Linked DNA regions of Vulpes vulpes: region 1 is linked to region 2. Evidence: chromatin contacts called from public Hi-C data. All regions are on one chromosome and are shown on one strand. Each heading gives the region's core, a stretch centred on a gene start, on an enhancer-like site or on the middle of the called end of the contact. The rest is flanking DNA. Distances are from core to core; before and after follow the strand shown. Region 1 holds the start of HERC4 (HECT and RLD domain containing E3 ubiquitin protein ligase 4). Region 2 holds the start of SIRT1 (sirtuin 1).

The links. A called contact is a pair of places that touch in the nucleus more often than the background predicts.
Region 1: a contact with region 2 is called in a Hi-C map of skeletal muscle, with 5 times the contacts expected there. The contact joins the promoter of HERC4 here to the promoter of SIRT1 in region 2. A contact is called at or near these places in 2 of 3 Hi-C or Micro-C datasets (both in skeletal muscle).

What each region holds. Positions count from the first base shown.
Region 1 is chr4:78,964,323-78,970,245 of VulVul3, forward strand. HERC4 (HECT and RLD domain containing E3 ubiquitin protein ligase 4) reads right to left here and starts at 4,194. Exons shown (of 25, transcript XR_012001097.1): 1 at 3,791-4,194; 2 at 1,768-2,072.
Region 2 is chr4:78,773,142-78,779,496 of VulVul3, forward strand. It overlaps SIRT1 (sirtuin 1), which reads left to right and starts at 2,946. Exons shown (of 10, transcript XM_072756149.1): 1 at 2,946-3,446; 2 at 5,207-5,323. The coding sequence starts at 3,023.

The sequences.
Region 1 (5,923 bases), core at 2,944-5,443, 190 kb after region 2:
AAATAACGTTTCCAAAATAAACCAATACGGTGATATAAATGTCACAATGCAATCATCACAATGTCAACATGACCACAAAAAACCCTCTTCTGGCTAGTTAAGTTTCTCAGAATCTTACCTATAGAGTTAAAAGCTGATAAAGACACATCCTACTAATGCACAGTGTCTACCCTGTCCTGGACACAAAACAGATGCTCAGTAACATTTAAAAAATTTAAACTTTAGTAAATTTCAGTAACCACATTACCAATTTCTTTGTACTGGCTTTGTACCTTTTACTTGTCCTGTGGCCTGTCAGAAATTACTAAAACAATACAGAGATATGTTCAATTATTTCTGTGGAGCATGTCAAGTATAAAAAAGGCAATAGCCCCAAAACCATGAAAATCTCAACTTGAGGCAGCATTCCAAGCTAAGCAAAAAAAGTAAAGGATACATCCACCTCTGAAGCAGTGATAGCAAATACATATCAATAAATTACCATTGTCTACATACCACAACCTCAATACCTAAGATTATGAAATTCTGGTAAGATTCCATAAAACATTCTTAGTGAGGTAGAATATAAGACAGCTGCCACTTTACCTTGAATTCTGCAATTATTAAACCTACTGTATTAAGGACTGCTACCATTCATCCAAAAGATTTAAATTACAAATTAAGGCAGAAGGAAAAAGATTAAGATCCTACCAAAAAGAAAGGATGGAAACTATACAGGATTTACAAGTTAGAAAGGTGAGGTTTGGCATGGTAGTGAGATGATATGGAAGATGAATAACATGCTTTAATTTAATATTTAATATTTTACTATTTTATACCTACATTTACCTCTCAAAAGTAGACTAACAATAGAAGCCACTTAAATAATGAAGTGGTAAAGAAAAATAATTCCACAGAAAATACTTAAGTGCCATTATTGTTAAAGTTAAAAGAAGAAACTATAAATCAGTACAGCGGAGGCCCTATCTGAATTTACCCACCTTAAAAATTAACTTTTAGTAATCATTAATTAAGAGCAAAATTCACTTAACAGTATTTCTAAGTGTGGTAATAATCTTGTTTTAAAATACGTCTGTATATCTAGAAAGAGAACATGATTTGTGAACAAATCCCTCAAAATTCTCGTTATACCCTAAAAATTATTCTACATTTGGCTTATAAGACAACTACAAAATCAGGGCATATTATAGTCACAAAACTTTTAATAGCTAGTGCTTCTACTTGAAAATAGGAAATTAGGGGAATAAAAGATATTTCTAACTAAACCAAATAAAATTTTGTTTTTAAAATACAACAATAGGGAGAACAATAGGAAAATGAGGATATATTTTAGGCAACCTTCCATCTTATTTACTTTTCTTTCTGATGTATTGAAAATAACATGATAGATCATGCATTTAAAATCTGCCAAGGTAGCTGAATAGCACTTATTAAACAGGACCTACATATATGCTCTATACCTATATAATCTGTCCAAAAGAAAAGGTATCCACATGGCATGCTGAGTTTTCTCTATTGTTTTACATAATAATTATATTCTAAAACCAAAGCTTCATACAATAAGGGTTTATAACAACAGTTTAAAAAAATAGAAACCACGAAGTAATTGAAGTACTTAGAAGCATGCAATTGTAAAGGATATATTTAACTCCAGCTCTGCTTTTAAAGCTTAATAAAAAACATAGGTCTAGTACTAAAGAAATTCCTTGACATTTCAAACTTAGATGATATAATTATTAGAAAGAGCAAACAAAATTTTCAACTTACCTGGTTTCTTTCTGGATTTTTCATGACCCAGCTGTCCTAGATCATTACATCCACATGTGTACACTGTTCCATCATCCAGTACAAATACAGTATGTCTGAGTCCACATCCCACATCTCGGACCTTTTTATTTATAAAAAAGTCACTTTTTCTGGGCTCTAGCACAATTTCTTCATCAATTCCACCCAAACCTAGCTGTCCAAAAGATGCATTTCCCCAGCACAACATGTTTGTAATTCTTTTGGTCTTCCAGTTTCAATAAAAACCTTCCTTCTGAAACACTGGAAAGTTGGAGGTATCCCTATGTCTGAAGAGATACAAAAAAAGTTAATATGACTTCAAGGAAAACACATATAATTATTCTCTCAAGTGCTATGCTACAGTAATTACTACATAGTAAACATGGAACCTATTTTATCAGATGCTACATTAAGTATCATCCGGTTTCAGAAACCAAACAACTGTATTTTTAGAAATATATAGAATCATTTACAAAAAAAATTCTCTCCACAATTCTTTGCAAAATTTAAAACCTATTACTAGAGTTGCTACCTTGTGAAATCATTTCATTCTAAGAAATAAAACATCTACCCACTACCCCCAAATCAATATATACACAGTGAAAAACTGTGCCAACTACACAAACAAAACCCTGCAATCCCCCTCAAAGCCTAACATAATTAAGCCTTTAAATACCCACCTCTGCATCAGCAAACTGAAGTTATTTGTAACAGAAATAAAACCAATAATGGAAACTTTAAACTTCCCACAATTTAAATAATCTTCCAATTATTCACACTAACAAGCCCTATAGAACAGCACGGTTCTCTCTTCAAACCTCAATCTTAAGACAATCGCCTCCCAAGACATTTTACAGATCAAAATAGTAATACTCCGACCTCACCACTTAATTTTAAAACTAAACCTACATAATACATACTCACAAAAGAAAATACGCGGTTTAAATATCAAGATGCTCTCCCCAATTCAACATTTTCTATTACGAATGGTAACTGTGACTGAAAAATATTTCCCGTGGGCAATCTGTATCTATCTACACCTCTGAGACAAGTATTTGGAAACGGGAAAAAAAAAAAAAAAAACTGCAAATAACCCCAGTACTGCCGATTTTTCAAGAACAGGAATGGGGGGATGGGACATTAATAGTCTGGTGGCGAAATCTGTAGAACTTTCCAGTACACTGAAGATTTCTTCCCTTGTAAAGATGCCTATCAAAGAGTCCATTTCATGCAAACCCACACAGATTTTTAAACACATCACGTTACTAAATAACAATTACAGGAAGTCAGCCTTATTCCCGCTGTAGTCACCCACATTCCTTACACAGAACCTGAGAAGTTTCAAAATCCAACTTTCCTACGTTCGGGCTAGCTATTACCAAAGCTGTCCATTCCGTGACCTATCCATTCAGAAAAGTTTGGTTTTATTCTTTTGGGACATCGGAACTCGATGGTTCCTAAGAGTTCTGCATTGTCTAACCTTTTTTTTTTTTTTTTTTTTTTAAGAACAGAGGATAGAAAAATACCTCAAATATTTTAGCGCATGAGGGTTAATCATCCTTTTCTTTTAAAAAGTCAGAAGATATGAAAAAGGCGTCCTCTCGCTAGCAACAGGTAGGGGAATGAGAAGCACTTTATTCCCATCATCCCCGGAACAGGCACTCGGATCAGCTCACGGGAACCAGGAGAGAGAAATCGTCCGTACACACCCAGCCCCGCGGGCCGACCGGCCAACCACGGCAGCCGCCCGCTCGCAGCAGCCGCAGAGGCCACCGACAGGGTCCGCAGTTCGGCGGCCCTCAATCCGAGGTAGGCCCTTCCCCAAGGAGGTGCGACATTCCAGCCCCCCGGCCCGAGATCCCCCGCCGTCCGCGCCCCCCGCCCCCCACCCTGAAGAAGCGCTGAGAAAGCACCCAGCGCCAAGCCGGCCTGTATCCGCCCGGCCCGGCCTGCCCCCTCCCTAACGCCGTCACACGCCCCCGAACCCACCGGGGCAACGACTCACCCAGCCCCTCACGGCAGGGGAAGCCCAGGGCGACGGGGGGCGGCGTCTCCCCAGAGAGTGAGGCAGCGCGGCAGCTGAGGCAAGTCTCCAGCTCCTGGACCTTCCTCCTTCAGCCGCCGGCGGCGAACACCAGAGCTCCTCCCGCGTCCGTGCTGCTGCTCCGCGGCTCCCCTCCTCGGCTCCTGTGAAACTTTACCGGGTACCTAGAGAAAAACAGCAGCCGCCGCTGTCCAGTCCAGAGACAGCCGTCAGCGACCCGGATGGAGCGGGCGGGGAGGGACAGGCGGCAAGCGGGGCGGAGAGCGCGAGGGGTGGGGAGAGTTGGGGAAGAGACTGGGGAGGAGAAGGGAAAGGGGGAAGGTAGGTACGCGGGGAGGGGGAGGGGCAGGCCGGAAGTGAGCTACGGAGCACGCGCACGAGCCCGCCCACTTCCCGGTCCACGCGCCTGCGCTGGAATCCTCCCAGGGCACCTCGACTCGCGCGCCTGCGCAGTGTTGCCGCTTTGCGTTGCTTGGAGGAAAATGCCAAATACAGAAGTTGGAGTTGGCCACGGCGGTTGGGAGTGTTTTGCGTGTCTTGTAACAAAGGTTCTGCGCGCTGAATGGCATTTTGGTGAAGAAAAATCTCTCCGTTTGCTGGTTTGGCTTTCTCCCTAGAGGCTCCAGTCTATTAGTTCATGCTTCCTTTTTACAAAGAGAATTTGGAGTGGCAGATACACATCACAAATCCGAATACAAAGACGGGTGAAACCTTTTCTTATACGCTTAGCCTCAACGGGAGCTAATCTGAGGATGCCAGGTATATTCATAGCGATGACTGAACCAGCTGGCAAATGTATCTGCACCACCAGTTCAGGCTCCTGGTGTGATGGCTGCCATCGCTTTCTGCGCTCTGCCTGAAAGATACACTACACAGTGCAGGGCCTCCTTCATTCAGAGAAAATTAAGCAGTGCATGCATGTGACTGGAGTCCTTGCTTCATAAAAACGGAATCTGGCTTTCCTCGGGCAGTGTTCATAACAATCTGTTAAAAATGAGGAAAACTTGAAACAAGGTACTCCTGAAATTTTGCTAGACTTTGCTAGAACCTGTGACATCAGAGTGAATGTTGAGAACTCAGGAAGCTTTCCTCAATAAACCATGTTTCTTTATTTCATTGAAAAATCAATTTCAGATTAGGAAATGTCTGTGCTAGAATGTGTATGTGTATTATCTTCTCACAGCTGCCATAACAAAGTATCATTAATTGGATGAATTAAAACAGATTTGCTGTCTCACAGTTATGGAGACTGGAAGTTGGCAATCAGTGTGGCAGCAGGATTGGTTCTCTCTTGAGGTCTCCCAGGAGAATACTCTCCATACATTTTTAACTTCTGGGGGTTGCTGACAATCTTTGGTATTTCTTCATTTGTCCATGCATCACTCTAATCTCTGCCTCCATCTCTGTATGATGTTCTTCCTGGTGTGTCCATGTCCAAATTTCCCTTTTATAAGGACACCATTCATTGGGTTAAGGTCCACCCTGATCCATTATGACCTCTTTTTAACTGAATTACATCTGCAAAGACCCTCTTTCCAAATAAGGTCACATTTTCAGGTACTAGAATTTAGAGTGAAGCATATCTTTGGGGGATTCAATTCAACCCACAACAATGTATTATAGAAACAAGCATAAAAATGTCAAGATACTTAAGTAAAGAAGGCATAATTTCCATATTGGGAGTGGTGGGATACTAACAAAAACATATGTTTTTATTTTGATAACTTCATTGCCCTGGACTTTTGTTGTCTTTTTACCTAAAGGATTTGATGTCTCAATATATCATTAAAGGGGGAAATTGTGGGATCTGATATCTTTAAGGTGTGTACTTGACATTGCAACAAATAAACACTAAAACTTGAGTGGCTTAATATAATGGAAGTATATTTTATTTTATATTTTAACAGCCCAATTGAGTGTTCCTAATGAGTGATGAAGCTGATTTCTAGGAACCTTGGGAGATGGAGGCACAGGGAGCTCCTTAAAACGCTTGTTGGGGGGATCCCTGGGTGGCTCAGCGGTTTGGCGCCTGCCTTTGGCCCAGGGCAAGATCCTGGAGTCCCGGGATCGGGTCCCGCGTCGGGCTCCCGGCAT
Region 2 (6,355 bases), core at 1,696-4,195:
TCTGTGTCTCCCTCTGCCTATGTCTCTGCCTCTCTTTCTGTGTATCTCTCATGGATAAATAAATAAAATCTAAAAAAAAAAAAAAAATCCCAAGATTAAGAGTTACTTGCTCTGTTAACTGAGCCAGCCAAGTACCCCGAATTTTCTCCCAATTTTGATGGGATACTGACTCTAAACATTTCATATATTACATTCCCACCAATGTGGTTGAGAATCAATTTATGAAATATTTTATAGGTAAGGAAGAGAAAGTAGAGGAGAGAACATGTACTGAAGAGTATTAGCCAGGAATGGTGAGGTGCCTATGTAGTTAGGAATTGGGGAGAATGTTGGAGGGAAGGAAGGGCAACAAGATTCAGTCACCAATTGGTTAGAAGGCATCAATCTGAAGGAACACTTCAAATATGATTCCAGGGCTTCAAGAACAAAAGGGATCACTGTTGGAAATGAAAAGTGACTAGTATGGAAAGTTTCTCAGTTTATTTTTATTTATTTATTTATTTATTTATTTATTTATTTATTTATTTAATAGGCATTTTTTTTTAAGATTTTATTTATTTATTCATGATAGTCACACACAGAGAGAGAGAGAGAGAGAGGCAGAGACACAGGCAGAGGGAGAAGCAGGCTCCATGCACCAGGAGCCCGAGGTGGGATTCGATTCCGGGTCTCCAGGATCGCGCCCTGGGCCAAAGGCAGGCGCCAAACCGCTGCGCTACCCAGGATCCCAGTTTCTCAGTTTAATTTGAAGTGCAATCTTTTTTTTTTTTTTTTAATTTTTATTTATTTATGATAGTCACAGAGAGAGAGAGAGGCAGAGACACAGGCAGAGGGAGAAGCAGGCTCCATGCACCGGGAGCCCGACGTGGGATTCGATCCCGGGTCTCCAGGATCACGCCCTGGGCCAAAGGCAGGCGCCAAACCGCTGCGCCACCCAGGGATCCCTTGAAGTGCAATCTTTAAATCTTTTGGATTTAAAGATTTTTTAAAAATTCATTTATTTAAAGATTTATTTATTTTAGGGAGGGAGAGAGAGCACAAGCAAGCACATATGTGAGCACCAGCACCAGTGAGCTAGGAAGGGGCAGAGGAAGAGAATCTCAAGCCGCCTCCAACGGAGTGGGGAGCCCCAGGTAGGGCTGGCTGCATCTCACTACCCTGAAATCAAGACCTGAGCAGAAACCAAGAGTCAGAGGCTTAACCAAACTACCCAGGCATCCCCAACTTTTGGATTTGGATGGGACCTTAGAGATACATTTCCAACATTCTTTTTTTCTTTTCTTTTTTTTTTTAAAGAATGAAGAAACAGGGTGCCCTCGGTGGCTCAGGTCATGATTCCAGGGTCCTGGGATCTAGCTTCCTGTTGGGCTCCCTGCTCAGCAGGGAACCTGCTTTTCACTCTCCCTCTGTTGCTGGCCCTGCTCTGCTCCCTTAAGCACACGCCCTCTCTAAATAAGTAATATATATATATATATATATATATTTTTTTTTTTTTTAAGAAAGGAAATAAGTTGCTTGCCTAAATTTTCACAATTGGCTCAGTATAGGCAGGCCCCCTGGTTTACTATAAACTTGGAGAGGTCCTTTAGGCAGTTTTTTTTTTAATTTTTAAAAAAGGTTTTATTTATTCATTCATGATAGAGAGAGAGGGGTGGGGGGGGTGGGGGTGGGGGCGCAGAGACAGGCAGAGGGAGAAGCAGGCTCCATGCAGGGAGCCCGATGCAGGACTCGATTCCCGGGCCCCAGGATCACATACCCTGGGCAGAAGGCAGGCGCTAAACCACTTAGCCACCCAGGGATCCCCCCCCCTTTTTTTTTTCCTTTAGATAGTTCTAACGCCACACTGCACAGGTGGTAGATGCCCTACCAAATATTGGCTCTAGATCTGCCATGTATTATTGGAGTCTTTAGTTAAGGCTAGATGTAGAGTGACAGTGCTCTGGAATTTCAGGAAAGTGGAAAGTAGAAGGGCTTCTAGTATGCAAGGAACTTCATTCATTCATTCATTCATTCATTCATTCATTCATTCAGGGACTGGTATTTTTGAGCTACTAGGTAGTCCTCACTTTACATCTATCTTATAGCTTATCAGTATAGGTCTTACAACCCTACAAATGTTACCATTTTAAAGATGAGAACATTGCCTATAGAAAGGCTAAATTGCTCATGCTAGTAGGTGAGAATCTCAAATTCCAACCCAAAGTCCCAAGCGTAGACCCGCCAAGTCATGTTCATCCTGCTCTTTGCGAATGGCCCACTTGACCCGATGCGTTCAGAAGGAATTCAAGACACCTTTGCAGCCCAGGTGGTGCCAGAAAACAAACAGGCTGATCCCCAGCGCCCCAGGTCAGGGGTTTTCAGGGGGAACACATGCCTTTAAGGATGACAATTTACACCACCCTACAAGTGATCAAGTGATGGGGGGGGGGGGCAGTCAGCTAGAGACAGGAGCAAGAAGTAGGAAAAGGAGCCAAGAGGCGCTGTCCACTGGTGTGAGGATGAGGAGTGAACTCTTTTATCCTCTACTCACGCTGGTGGACGCGACTATCCAGCGTGCGAAGCTCGGCCTTGGCCAGCTTCATTCCTCACCGTGTCTCAGGAACTAAGTTTTAACCCTTTACCTTAAACCTAGAAAAGACTAAAGCAAGCAAGCCGTGCGCCTCAGACTTCAGTGGAAACTCGCAGGGTGAACCAAAAACTTGGGCCGGCCGGGCGACAGCGACGCGAGGCCGGTTTCGAAAAGCAGCCGGGAGCCGGGCGAGCGCGGCGGCTGGACGCGCCTGCCGCAGAGGGGTGGGGCCGCGCTTCCTCCCAGCCCACGCCGCCTCCGCCCGCCACGTGACCCGCCGTGTTGTGGTCCGGCCCGCGTGGGTGGCGGGAGCGGCGGGAGGGCGGGGGCGACGAGGCCGGGTCACGTGACGGGGTTTAAATCTCCCGCAGCCGGAGCCGCGGGGGCGCCAGTGCCGCGAGTCGAGCGGGAGCAGAGGAGGCGAGGGAGGAGGGCCAGAGAGGCAGTTGGAAGATGGCGGACGAGGCGGCGCTCGCCCTTCAGCCCAGCGGCTCCCCCTCGGCGGTGGCGGCCGAGAGGGAGGCCGCGTCGCCGCCCGCCGGGGAGCCACTCCGCAAGAGGCCGCGGAGAGACTGTCCGGGCCTGGGGCGGAGCCCGGGCGAGCCCGGCGGGGCGGCCCCTGAGCGGGAGGTGCCGGCGGCGACCGGGGGCTGCCCCGCGGCGGCCGCGGCGCTGTGGCGGGAGGCGGCGGCGGGCGGCGAGCGGGAGGCCCAGGCGGCGGCGGCGGCGGCGGCGGCGGCCGGAGAAGGAGACAATGGGCCGGGCCTACAGGGCCTCTCCCGCGAGCCGCCGCCGGCCGACGACTTCTACGACGACGACGACGACGACGAGGGCGAAGAGGAGGAAGAGGCGGCGGCGGCGGCGATTGGGTACCGAGGTGCGCAGGGCGCGGGCGGCTGGGACTGCGCATCCCCTCCTCCCTCTCTCGGGGCCCCTTGTGGTGTAGGGCTTTGGGGGCTCCGGGGGGCCGGCTGGGGGCTCAGGTCTGGCCTGCGGCGCCCCCTTCCCACCGCGGGCCTCGGCTGCGCTCCTCCCCGGCTGCCGGCCGGGCTGCGGGAGCGGCCCGCGCACCCCCTCCCTCCGCTCCCTTTTTCCCTCCCTCCGCCGCCCGCCTGCGCGGCTTTGCGTTTTGCGCAGCCGCCGGGCCGCGAAGCTCCCGCAGTTGGTTTTAAAGTAAGTTTCTCTCTCCTCCTACTCTTAGCTTATTGCCTTTGTTTAACATCTTTCGCTTTTCCGTACCCCCGCTTCCTTGCACACGTTAAGTCTGCAACTTTTGCCCGTCCCTTTTCATCAACCTTTTGCAGTTGTCTTTGCAAACTGATACACCTGTGCAATTCACGGCTTTTTTTTTTTTTTGAGGGCCTTTATTTTTAAATTTTGAGGAGCAAAGCTATTTCTAAAGTCATAACCCACAAAATTTGAGAAGCATCGCTCAATTTCTGAAATGTTGCAATTAATGCTGCGTATAGGGAGAGTGATAGTACTTTGACTAGTTAAGTAGGCTTTTTTCTTTTCTTTTTTTTAAAATATAAGATTGTGTTTATTCATGAGAGAGATAGAGAGGCAGAGACATAGAGGGAAAAGCAGATTCTCTGCGGGGAGCATGATGGGGACCTGATCCCAGGACCCCGGGATCATGACCTGAGCCAGAGGTGGACTCTCAACCAACTGAGCCATCCAGGCGCCCCAGTAGTACTTTTTTTCCTAATTATATATACTTAGAATGTTTTTTAGATTAGATATAATTTTGCGTGTATGTGCGTATCTGATAACCCTGAAACACAAACTGATTTTGTTGTTGTTGTTATGTTAAAGCAGATGTGTGCAGATGCATCTTTGAGAGTTTTCGTATTTTTTAGTCTGAGGAGTTTCTGTCGTGGATGTTCGTCTTTACCAGTAAATTCAATCTGGTGCTCCAGATTGATCATAGAAGTGCATTAAGTTCTTGATCATAGAAGTGCATTAAGTTCTTGATTAGTAAATCACTTACTGATTTCTGTAAACAGTTTAATATGGGAAACGAATAATGCAAATATATCTTTGGAAGTCTAGTATTATGTAAGAGAAGGGCAAATAATTGTCATGAATTTGAACGATTTCTGTTACATTTTTGACCAGTTTCATGAATTCCCATTACTTGTGATCAATAAGTTCAGTTTAGATTACTACTCTGTGTTTTGATTAAGTAAACCTAACTTATTTCTAGATTTTCATGAGCTGAAAGTTTTAAGATTCTGTGCAGAATGTGTAAAGATGAGGATATATGGCTCTTAGAATGGTGCAAGCTGACCCAGTAGGCGGTTTTTAACCTAGGTACTATGAATGAATGTTCAGTGGTTTATTCATTGAAAGTCATTGCATCATAACTGTTACAGATTTGTATACACTTTATTTTATCTTTAAGGATTTTATTTATGTATTCATGAGAGACAGAGAGAGAGAGGCAGAGACACAGGCAGAGGGAGAAGCGGGCTCCTTGCAGGGAGCCCGACGTGGGACTCCATCCCGGGTCTCCAGGATCACGCCCTGGGCTGAAGGTGGCGCTAAACCGCTGAGCCACCCGGGGTACCCAGATTTGTATAGATTTTAGAGGCAGATTGTTTCATCAGCCTTTAGTTACTTTGGTTTCTTTTGCAGATAACCTTCTGTTTGATGATGAAATAATCACCAACGGTTTTCATTCCTGTGAAAGTGATGAGGATGATAGAGCCTCACATGCAAGCTCTAGTGACTGGACTCCAAGGCCCCGGATAGGTACGGTTTCAGAGCATTAGAGAATAATGTCTTTTTCTTTTTTGAATTTTTTTATGTCAATTAAAAATACAGTTTTCTGTACCCTTATACCTTGATGAGGTTTTTAGGTGCTTCTTGAGATTTAGTGTCAGCTTGTGTTTCTACGGAAGGTCTAGTACTTTGTTCTTTTTGGTTTTAAACAGTTTAAGCCCCTGGAAGCTGGCCTCTGGTATTTCTCAATCAGGTCCTTCTCACACCACCAGTTCTTTTCACTTGTACCTTTCTTGTGTGGAGTGCTTTTTCTCCAGCGTATCTTGCACTCTCTCAATTCAAGTCTTTTTTTTTTTTCCTTAATACTTAATCACTTTTTTTTTTTTAAGATTCTATTTATTTATTCATGAAAATACACAGGAGAGAGAGAGAGGCAGAGACACAGGCAGAAGGAGAAGCAGGCTTCATTCAGGGAGCCTGACATGGGACTCGATCCCGGGTCTCCAGGATCAGGTCCTGGGCTGTGCTAAACCGCTGAGCCACTCAGGCTGCCCCTTAATCACTTCTTAATAAGCTCTGTATCTTAAACATTTTTTGTTACTTCCTGTACTAGGATGTAAGCCCAACAGGGGCAGGGATTTTTGACTGGTATAGTGTTTTGTCAGTATTTAGAAAAGTGCCTGGCCCACAGTTTGTGCTCAATATTAAGTATGTTGTTGAAATGGGAAAGTATTTTGAAGTAGAGAACACCATGAGATTTTTATACCAAAGTTATAACGTGATCATATTGAAAATGGTCTCTTTTCTTTTTTTTGAGAATGGTCTTTTTCCTAATGTGCTCTTCTTCTTTTAAAAGTACCTTGACTCTTTAAACAGCGGTGATTAGTTCCTCCTTAGTGTCTGTAATGTTCACTCTATTTTTGGTTTTCTGAAACTAGGAAACTAAGAAATTTCAGGGTAAAAATTATTAATATTCAAAACATCGGTATGTCATTTTGGGGGATTGGTTAAGATCAAATTAAAGATTGTTACTGGAAAAAAAAAGGTTGTTACTGGAAAAAT